2 separate regions of the Mus musculus genome follow, and region 1 is linked to region 2. A link is a contact called in public HiChIP or PLAC-seq data. All regions are on one chromosome and are shown on one strand. The core of a region is the stretch at or near the end of the contact, and the rest is flanking DNA. Distances in the headings are between cores, read along the strand shown.

Evidence for each region. HiChIP or PLAC-seq counts read pairs in DNA pulled down with a chosen protein or histone mark.
Region 1: an H3K27ac HiChIP or PLAC-seq map of bone marrow-derived dendritic cells shows a contact between it and region 2, with 2.4 times the contacts expected there. The contact joins two enhancer-like sites. A contact is called at or near these places in 1 of 15 datasets of contacts at CTCF or cohesin (large pre-B cells), 5 of 484 Hi-C or Micro-C datasets (the AML12 cell line, bone marrow-derived macrophages, cortical neurons and 2 more), 4 of 115 datasets of contacts at active chromatin or transcription factors (bone marrow-derived dendritic cells, bone marrow-derived macrophages and embryonic stem cells) and 2 of 9 other capture datasets (adipose tissue and liver).

Annotation. Positions count from the first base shown.
Region 1 is chr10:57,832,213-57,837,751 of GRCm38.p6, forward strand. No RefSeq gene overlaps it. Among named protein-coding and RNA genes, the nearest start is that of Smpdl3a, 40 kb to the left of the region's middle. Within about 2 kb of position 3,384, at least 12 of the 459 cell types and tissues checked have an H3K27ac peak or open chromatin away from gene starts, as enhancers often do. A contact at or near this core is called in bone marrow-derived dendritic cells, where this site is marked.
Region 2 is chr10:57,718,412-57,723,601 of GRCm38.p6, forward strand. The region is part of intron 3 of Pkib (protein kinase inhibitor beta, cAMP dependent, testis specific); the gene reads left to right. Among named protein-coding and RNA genes, the nearest start is that of Fabp7, 64 kb to the right of the region's middle. Within about 2 kb of position 3,305, at least 17 of the 459 cell types and tissues checked have an H3K27ac peak or open chromatin away from gene starts, as enhancers often do. A contact at or near this core is called in bone marrow-derived dendritic cells, where this site is marked.

The sequences.
Region 1 (5,539 bases), core at 2,134-4,633, 110 kb after region 2:
TTCCAGGACAGTCAGGGCTACAAAGAGAAACCATGTTTCAAAAAAAAAAAATCAAAAAGGTAAAAATAAAAGAGAGAAAAAGATCTGAATACCTTCATGCCTGGAAACCAAATTGTACAAAAAAGCATCGACCTTTATTTTTTAAACCAATATCATGACTATTAAAAATACTTTCAGTGATGGAACACTGTGTGTGGGGTTTTTCAATCAGCTTGGAAGGAATTCAAGGTAGATAGGTTCTTTGGGGGCAAATCCAGTCTTTTTAGTCAGAATATCTGGGAGTCCAGCAAACCAGCAGCAAACCAACAGGAAGCCAACAGCAAAACAGCAATCCAGCAATCCAGCAATCCAGCAATCCAGTAATCCAGTAATCCAGCAGTCTAGCAGTCCAGTAGTCCAGCAGCCCAGCAATAGCAAATACAACAGCAATGGAAGCACCAGCAGTGAGAAGCAGCAGCCACCCAAGCACTCTTGAAGGTCTTGAGTTTATACCCTCTCCAGAGTCCCCAGAATTAAACTATCTGCAGCTGGCAATAATCATGCCCTCGCCCCAAGCATGAGATAATCATGCTTAGTGACTGTGGACAAAACTGAGGCAGTTCCATATCCCACCAAGCACACCTTTTGACCTTCAAATTTTCTAAATGAACTCCCAGAACTCAATGAAACAGTTTACTGTCTATGGTGCAGTTTCTAACAGTTTCCCTGTAATCATATTCCACATTCCAAGGCTTCCTACTGATACCTGAAACTGCAGATAGCAAAAAGTCCAATATGTTCTTTGTTTATTACTATCCATCTATGAACACAATTAAGTTTGATTTATAAATTAGACAAAACAAAAATTAGTCATGACAATAATAAACTAGACCAATTACGATGGATCCACTATAGGATTATTCTGTAGTATAAGTTATATGAATATGGTCCCAGTTGTCACTCAAAATTATACTATTTGATTATGCATACCTCCCCTAGGATGATGTGACATGATTCATGTCTCTGTGGTCACATTATCAGCTATTGTGAGAGTAAAAGGGAGATAATAAAGCACCATTTGAAAGAGGGTTTTGAATGGAATCAGGAAACATAAACCTGGGAGACTTATTTAGCATTTATCTGCTCCAAAGAACACTAATCATCTCTACACCTGGATCACAGGCACTGACACTATGCCCAGAGGCTAAAAATACTAATCACTGTTATCTCAAGGTTATCAGACTCTTGTTTTATGCACATTTCCATCCTTGTTATGTAATCGATTCTTTATCTTCTACTAGCCATATTGGTTTTGATCGTCCTCAACACTTACCATCTCACTGTCTTCTTGCCCTCTTCTGAATACTCGTATTCACAGATGGTTGAACCCTTACCTCCCAAAGTGAAATGTCTAGTCTATTCTCTTAAATAACATTGTTTCATTTTGTGCTGTTCCCAACTTCGGATTCACTCAGGATCAAAGGATGAAAAGTATATACAGAGTGTGGAAACTAAAAAAATTTATGATTTATATCTTTTGCATGACAAACCAGAGTGACATGGGAGTTCATCATTACTCAGATTGGAATCAAATTTAAATTTCTTGGCTTTTAATTTTGGGGATTTTCTGAAATATTTGGAATTTCCTATTTTGTATATTCGCTGAGAGGCTTACTGGAACTGAAAACATGCACGAGAAGGAACTACTAGACCATAAAAACATACAACCCAGAAACAACCAAATGGCTATATGGTAAGATCTGGGGACAGGATCCTGATGTAGCTGTCTCCTGAGAGGCTCTGCCAGTGCCTGATAAATATAGATGTGGATGCTCACAGCCACCCATTGGACTGAGCACAGGGTCCCCAATGAAGGAGTTAGAGAAAGGACCCAAGGAACTGAAGGAGTTTGCAGGCCCATAGGAGGAACAACAATATCAACCAACTAGTACCCCCAGAACTCCCAGGGACTAAACCACCAACCAAAGAGTAACGTGGAGGGCTACATTGTCCATCTGCATCTGTAGCAGAGGATGGCCTTGTGGGACATCAATGAGAAGAGAGGCCCTTGGTCTTGTGAAGGCTCCATGCCCCAATGTAGGGGAATCTCAGGACAGGGGAGCAGGAGTGGGTAGGTTAGTGAGGAAGGAGGGGGGGATGGAATAGGGTAGTTTTCAAAGGGAAAATGGGGACAGGGGATAAAACTTGAAATGTAAATAAAGAAAATATCTAATTAAAAAATCTGGGGAGAAGCAACAGAACCCCTTAAAATGCACCATGTTCCCAGCATGGTTCTCTGAACTTCATCTTCTGCAGTGATGATGGAGACTTTATATCGGGACTATCAGTCAGGATTCTCTAGAGTCACAGAACTTATAGAACAGCTCTATATATTCCCATAATCAGCTTCCAAATGCTGACACCATTACATACACTAGCAAGATTTTGCTGAAAGGACCCAGATATAGCTGTCTCTTGTGAGACTATGCTGGGGCCTAGCAAACACAGAAGTGGATGCTCACAGTCAGCTATTGGATGGATCACAGGGCCCCCAATGGAGGAGCTAGAGAAAGTACCCAAGGAGCTAAAGGGATCTGCAACCCTATAGGTGGAACAATAATATGAACTAAACAGTACCCCCCAGAGCTCGTGTATCTAGCTGCATATGTATCAGAAGATGGCCTAGTAGGCCATCGGTGGAAAGAGAGGTCCATTGGTCGTGCAAACTTTATATGCCCCAGTACAGGGGAACGCCAGGGCCAAGAAATGGGAGTGGGTGGGTGGGGAAGTGGGTGGGGAAAGTTGTGGGGGACTTTTGGGATAGCATTGGAAATGTAAATGAAATAAATACCTAATAAAAAAGAAAAAGAAAAAAAGAAATTTATTGGGATGACTTACAGTCTGCAGTCCAAATAACCCAACAATGGGCAGCTGTGAATGGGAAGTCCAAGAATTTGGTAGTTGTTGCTCAGTTCCACAAGACTGGGTGTTTCAGCTGGTCTTTTGTATATGCTGGAATCCTGAAGAAGTAGGTTGCAACAGTTGTGCTGGAAAGTAAGGGCAAGCAGGCAAAGAAGGAAGCCTTGGGGTGAATGAGAGGCCTGAGGTTTCTCATCCTCTAACCAGTTTCCTTCCTTTGAGAGTTGCCAAATATCACCACATTGACATAACCTCAGCTATGTCTGAAAAAAACTTTTTTTTGAAAAAGATTTATTTGTTACATGTAAGTACACTGTAGCTGTCTTCAGACACCTGAGAAGAAGGCCTCAGATCTCATTACGGATGGTTGTGAGCCAACATGTGGTTGCTGGCATTTGAATTCAGGACCTTCAGAAGATCAGTCAGTACTCTTAACCGCTGAGGCTTTCACCTTTATGATCTCATACTACTTTGGAAATTTCATGACCTTTAGTTTCACATCAGGAACTGGGGTAAAGACCAAATAGATAGTCTTTATTATGAATTAGAAATCACAACTTCTCACCCCGTACTTCCAAGTTTGCTTGGTAAGTTAATTTGGCTATGAGACTTGAATATAAGAGATACTCTTCCTTATGTCTTACATCTTCTCACTTGCTCTCTGATACATCTACCAACTTGCAATGAACAGAGATCTATGATAGAGACATATAGCAAAGTGACCACTGGCAAGATTAGGCTAGGCAAAGTTGAGTTCCTTTCAACTCACTGACACATAAGTTAGAATAATGAATTTATCTTACTCTAATAAATTGTGTTATATCAACATAAATTAGTGACCCATATAATAGCTAATAAATAACACCATATTTCTATAATTTTGATTACTTGCTTACTATTAAAAATGGCAATTAAGAAAATATCCATGTCATGATTTTCAATACTTAGAATATTAATGTCACTGTGGTGGTTTAAATGAGAAATGTCTCTCAGAGTACACAGATATGAATGCCTATTTCTCAGCAGACAGTACTGTTTGGAGAAGTAATGAGTAGGTGTGGCTTTGTGGGAAGAAGTACATTACTATGGGTGGGCTCTGAGAAGTTATAACCTCACCCTTCAATTTTTTTTTTCTGACTGTGGTTGAAGATTTGTCCTTTCAGCTTCCTGCTGCCATGCCTCCCCTCCTATCTTCCTCTGGAACTGGAAAGCAAAGTAAACATTGTTTCCTAAGTTACTTTGGGTCATAGTATGTTATCACAGCAATTGAGTAACCAATACACTCACAGACCATAAGAATAAATTATGTACCTGTTTTTGTTGAATAGAAGTTTGGGTGATAATATTTAGCCTGTACTATGCTTGAGTTAAAATGGAATAAACTCATAAATTTAGGAAATGAAAATGATGAGACACCCAGACTTACTAAAAAACAAAGAGCAATAAGGCTGGATTGATGGCTTAGATAGTGCAGTGCTTTTCTCACAAGCAAAATGACCTGAATTTGGATTCCATAGCACCCATGTAAAAAGCAGGTAAAACGATGTGTATTTATAATTCCAGTGCTGGAGACTGGTGGGTTCCTGGACCTTGTTAGTAACTGAGAAGTCTCACCAAATTGATAAGCTCCAGGTTCAGTGAGAAGCCCTGTCTCAAAAAATAAAGTGGAAAGTGGTACCTGATGAGCAAACACACACACACACACACACACACACACACACACACACCTGCCCATGAACACATGAAAACATGAACACGCTTACACACAAAAGAGACATGTATTAGTGTTGGTTGGCTTTTTATTTCTTTAACAAATAAATGAAACAATCAACTTATACAAAGAGGAAGTCAACTTTAGTTCACAATGTAGACATTCCAATCCATGGGTTAGCCCTGTAGGTTTTGGGTCAGTGGGAAGAAAGTATATTTGAGTAGGGGTGCATACTAGAGCAAGCTGTTTTTAAGGTGCCTGGAAAGCAAAACAGAGAGTTCCAATAATCTTTTTTGAGGTCATACTTCCAAAAACACATAGGCCTCCCACCAAGGCCCCCAAATGTTTTACTACCCACTAATTGCACTGAGCTAGAAACCAAGATCTTGGGCCTTCAGCAATCATTCGACCATTCTAAACAAATGACATTTCAAAAATCAATAATGGCATCAATTCATTATGGTCTTCATAGTTCCATTAAAAATGGAGAAGCACTAAGGTGTCTATCATTTCACCCATCTCTATCTCTATCTCTCTACCTCTATTATATCTCTATATATCTCTAATCTATATCTATCTCTAATTTATCTCTATATCTATATCTACACCCACCTGTACCTATTTTTGTAAAGCAAAAGGGACTATAATGGTTTGATTTTCAGAATTCTGTTCAGCAATCTCCATGTGAGGTGGATGCTTCTGTGTTTGACACTGATATCCACAAGTGAATATAAAATTAGAAATACTAGAAAATGATGGATCCCTAAAACATGAGCTTAGGCAAGGTCAGATGAATCAATGTCAGTTATTGCTCCCCTCAAAATCATTGGTAGGGAAGTCCTGCAGGAAAAGCTGATGTACATTACCATGAAGCAAAGCGCATGCCTGTCCCAGGGACTGGAGGCGCTGAACAGGATGTAGAGATAGTGG
Region 2 (5,190 bases), core at 2,055-4,554:
AGAAATTAGGGAAACAACACCCTTCACAATAGTCACAAATATTATAAAATACTTTGGTGTGATTCTAAGTAAGCAAGTGAAAGATCTGTAGGATAAGAACTTCAAGTCTCTGAAGAAAGAAATCGAAGAAGATCTCAGAGGATGGAAAGATCTCCCACGCTCATGAATTGGCAGGATTAATATGGTAAAAATGGCTATTTTGCCAAAAGCAATCTACAGATTCAATGCAATCCCAATCAAAATTCCAACTCCATTCATCATAGAGTTAGAGCAATCTGCAAATTCATCTAGAGTAACAAAACATCTATGATAGCGAAAACTATTCTCAATAACAACACCATTACATACACTAGCAAGATTTTGCTGAAAGGACCCTGATATAGCTGTCTCTTGTGAGGCTATGCCGGGGCCTAGCAAACACAGAAGTAGATGCTCACAGTCAGCTATTGCATGGATCACAGGACCCCCAATGGAGGAGCTAGAGAAAGTACCCAAGGAGCTAAAGGGGTCTGCAACCCTATAGGTGGGACAACAATATGAACTAACCAGTACCCCCCACCCCCCAGAGCTCGTGTTTCTAGCTGCATATGTATCAGAAGATGGCCTATTCGGCCATCATTGGAAAGAGAGGCCCATCAGTCTTGCAAACTTTATATGCCTCAGTACAGGGGAATGCCAGGTCCAAGAAGTGGGAGTGGGGGATGGGTTGGGGGAGGGTATGGGGGGACTTTTTGGATAGCATTGGAAATGTAAATGAAGAAAATAAAAATAAAATAAATATGAAACTGAAAAAAAAAAGAACCTCTGGTGGAATCACCATTCCTGACCTCAGCAGCACTACAGAGCAATTGTGATAAAAACTGCATGGTATTGATACAGTGACAGGCAGGTAGATCAATGGAATAGAATTGAAGACCCAGAAATGAACCCACACACCTATGGTCACTTGAACTTTGACAAATGAGCTAAAACCATCCAGTGGAAAAAAGACAGCATTTTCAACAAATGGTGCTGGCACAACTGGTGGTTATCATGTAGAAGAATGCGAATTGACCCATTCTTCTCTCCTTGTACAAAGTTCAAGTCCAAGTGGATCAAGGAACTCCACATAAAACCAGATACACTGAAACTAATAGAAAAGAAAGTGGGGAAGAGCCTTGAGGACATGGACACGGGGAAATTTCCTCAACAGAACACCAATAGTTTATGCTCTAAGATCAAGAATTGACAAATGAGACCTCATAAAATTGCAAAGTTTCTGTAAGGCAAAGGACACTGTCAATAAGGCCAAAAGGCAAGCAACAGATGGGGAAAAGTTCTTTACCAATCCTAAATCTGATAGGGGACTAATACCCAATATATACAAGTAGCTCAAAGAAGTTTATAGAGTCCAGAAAACCAAATAACCCTATTAAAAATGGGGTACAGAGCTAAACAAAGAATTCTCAAGTGAGGAATACCAAATGGCTGAGAAGCACCTAAAAATGTTCAATATCCTTAATCATCAGGGAAATGCAAATCAAACAACCCTGAGATTCTACCTCACACCAGTCAGAATGGCTAAGATCAAAAACTCAGGTGACAGCAGATGCTGGAAGGGTAGTAGAGAAAGATGAGCACTCCTCCATTGTTGGTATGATTGCAATCTGGTACAACCACTTTGGAAATCAATTTGGGGGTTCCTCAGAAAACTGGATATAGTACTTGCTACCTGAGGACCCAACAATACCACTCAACAACACCAGAAGATGCTCCAACATGTAATAAGGACACATGCTCTGCTGTGTTCATATCAGCTTTATTTATAATATCCAGAAGCTGGAAAGAACCCAGATATCCCTCAACAAATTAATGGATACAGATAATGTGGTACATTACACAACGGAGTACTACTCAGCTGTTAAAAACAATGAACTCATGAAATTCCTAGGCAAATGGATGGAACTAAAAAATTATTCTGAGTGAGGTAACCCAATCACAAAAGTACACATATGATATGCACTCACTGATAAGTGGATATTAGCCCAGAAGCTCAGAATTTCCAATATACAATTCACAGACCACATGAAGCTCAAGAAGAAGAAAGACCAAAGTGTGAATACTTTGGTCCTTAGAAGGGGGAGCAAAATACCCATGGGAGGAGATACAGAGATAAAGTGTGGAACAGAGACTGAAGGAAAGGCCATCCAGAGACTGTGCCATCTGGAGTTCCCTCCCTTATAAAGTCACAAACTCAGACACTATTGTGGGGGCCAACAAGTGCTTGCTGACAGTTGTCTGATATAGCTCTCTCCTGAGAGGCTCTACCAGTGCCTGGCAAATACAGAGGTGGATGCTCTCAGACAACCATTGGACTGAGCACAGTTTCCCCAATGGAGGAGCTAGAGAAAGGACCCAAGGAGCTGAAAGGGTTTGCAGCCTGATAGGAGGAACAACAATATAAACCAACCAGTAACCCCAGAGCTCCCAGGGAATAAACCACCAAGCAAAGAGTACACATGGAGGGACTCATGGCTTCAGATGCATATGTTGCAGAGGATGGTCTAGTTGATCATCAATGGGAGGAGACCCCTTGGTCTTATGAAGGCTCTATGCCTCAGTGTAGGGGCATGCCAGGACCAGGAAGTGGGAGTGGGTGGGTGGTTGAGCAGGGTTATTGGGGAGTGGATAGGGGGTTTTCAGAGGGGGAAGCCAGGAAAGGAGATAACATTTGAAATGTAAATAAAGAAAATATCTAAGAAAAAATGGGAAAGAAAGGTGGCTGAAGGGAGCAGACTGTGTCTCATGTCAGTAGATGTTGCTTCCTCTTTGTGGCTTGTGGGATGTTGCAGGGCTTGCATGTGTTTACATGGATAAATAGCTGATCTGTTGTTACCCAAAGAAGCAACTGTCTTGCATCTTTTACCATGTTTAGAGGAGGTCTGTGCATTCAATGCAGAAAACTACAAAATAAGTGTCTCTACCAACAGAGAACTGGAGAAAACTAACATAAAGTATAAAGATATTGAGAGCTAGAGAGAGAAAACCTTGCCTCCCTTCTCCTCTCCTCTCCCTTCCCCTCCCCCTCCTTTTCCATGGGAGTGTTCATTGCTGAAGCCTCACACATGCTAAGCCTTCATTCTATCACCAAGTTAAGTCCTTAGCCCCTAAGTATCAGCTGAGACCACTATCTTTCCTTTTCTCTTTGCTTTTGGCCAAGAAAAACACTCACTTCCCAAAACATACTTTTTAGAATTCCTTTTTGCTGCTGTTATTCTAGGTATTTGTTTCCCCAGACAGTCTGACTCATACTGCTCTTCTAAGCACTAAGTTAGCGGGTAAAAAATTTATTTGACATGTTGTGCACTGAATAAGTAGTGGTTTCAAGCTGGGCGTGGTGGTGCACGCCTTTAATTCCAGTACTTGGGAGGCAGAGGCAGGCGGATTTCTGAGTTCGAGGCCAGCCTGATCTACAAAGTGAGTCAAAGTGAGTTCCAGGACAGACAGAACTACAGAGAAACCCTGTCTCGAAAAATCAAAAAAAAAAAAATAGTGGTTTCACTGTGGGAAGTGACAGAGAGGGATCAAGAGATGAGAAAAGAAGGAAACTATCCAGCTGTTTATATTCTTAGCTTCAAGTAAAGACATCTACAGAAAGGCTGGTGTGGGAAACAGCATGCATTGTATAGTATATAGGTAGAGAAGCTGTAAGATCTGTTTGTAGCTACACTTTCAACAAAGAAACACACCATTTTCTAGCATTCTCCTAAGTCTACTGGGATTTTTGTACTATGTATGTATTATACACTGTTATGTGTATATGTGCATACATTATGTATGTATGTATATATGTATGTATAAATCTAGTACTCTGTTTAGCTTGAACATCTTACTTCATTTGTGCTTATACTTTACCCTCCATATTTTGGAGACTGCAAAGCAGCTGGAGCGCATGCATATATGACTGTATTATGGCCTTTTGTTAAAAGCTATATTTTCAAGTAAGATCAAGTATGTTCAGGGCAATACAAATGGCATTACCTCATTGGGAATGCGTGGCTTCAGTAGAATCTTCTAAAGTTCAAATGGTTCCAGCTCTTATAAGCAGCACAGTTGATAAAGCAGAACTCAGATAGAATCCTCTGTTAATTCTGAAAATGATGACGAGGTGGCTTTGCTGGTGAGTCAGCTACCTTGGTTAGCAAACAGTCATGTAATTAATTTTTTAAGCTTGCAAAATTTAAAATGCCTTGAAGCTTATCTCAGTCTGGTTTCCCTGGGTTGTATTACTTCCTCATCTTCCTATGAACTACGTTTTTAAAAATCTCACAAAGCATTAAAAGAGAGCAGTTGTCTTTCTATGTTTACCACTCCTTACAAAATATAAAAAGGCACTACTGCCCAGAAAAAGAGAAATAAAATGGCTATTTAGGGAAGGGAGAAACATTCGCTTCGTGATTTGCTCTTTATATGCTCAAAATAGTAATGCTACTAGGACCTTTCTGTGCTAGAACTGTCTGCTGACTCAGTTTGTCTAGCTTCAATCTTTCTATATTATTAAAGAAATATATGTTCAGTTTTTAAACATTAAAATGTATCAAAGGAACTGAAAGCTGGTTGATATGGTCCATGTTCTGTCTGCAGATCCCAAATAGGCCTTTTTTTCCTTTGCATAAAATCGAAGTGACTCATTATTTATTTTCTTTTTGTTTCTACAATACAAATATCACTTTTACACTTCAGAAACAGATTATGGACATGCTTCTGTCGGTAGAGCTGACACTTTCTCCTTAACCTAGCAGTATAAAATTAATAGGATGATGCACACAGTTTATTCACATTTTCACGATGGACTTCTCAATTATGTCCAATGCTGCAGGGAGCCTGTTGCCAGAGAATGCAAAGCCCAATGCTAAAGCAGAACCAAGGGCCCTGCAACCTCTCTGTAAGCCAACAAATGTTGGATCAGAAAGACAGAGAGCTTTTCACCAAAGAACCCCCCATCTTCCCACCATTCTGAGGGCTGAGATGACGAGCTCTCTGGTCTGTCAGTAGTGGGTATCTTGGTCAGCATGAGCCCCAGGATCTGAGATGAGCTGGATGCAAAAAACTGAGAAACAATTCGCATTCTTCTACATGATAACAACCAGTTGTGCCAGCACCAATTGTTGAAAATGAGCATCCACTTCTGTGTTTGCTAGGCCCCAGCAT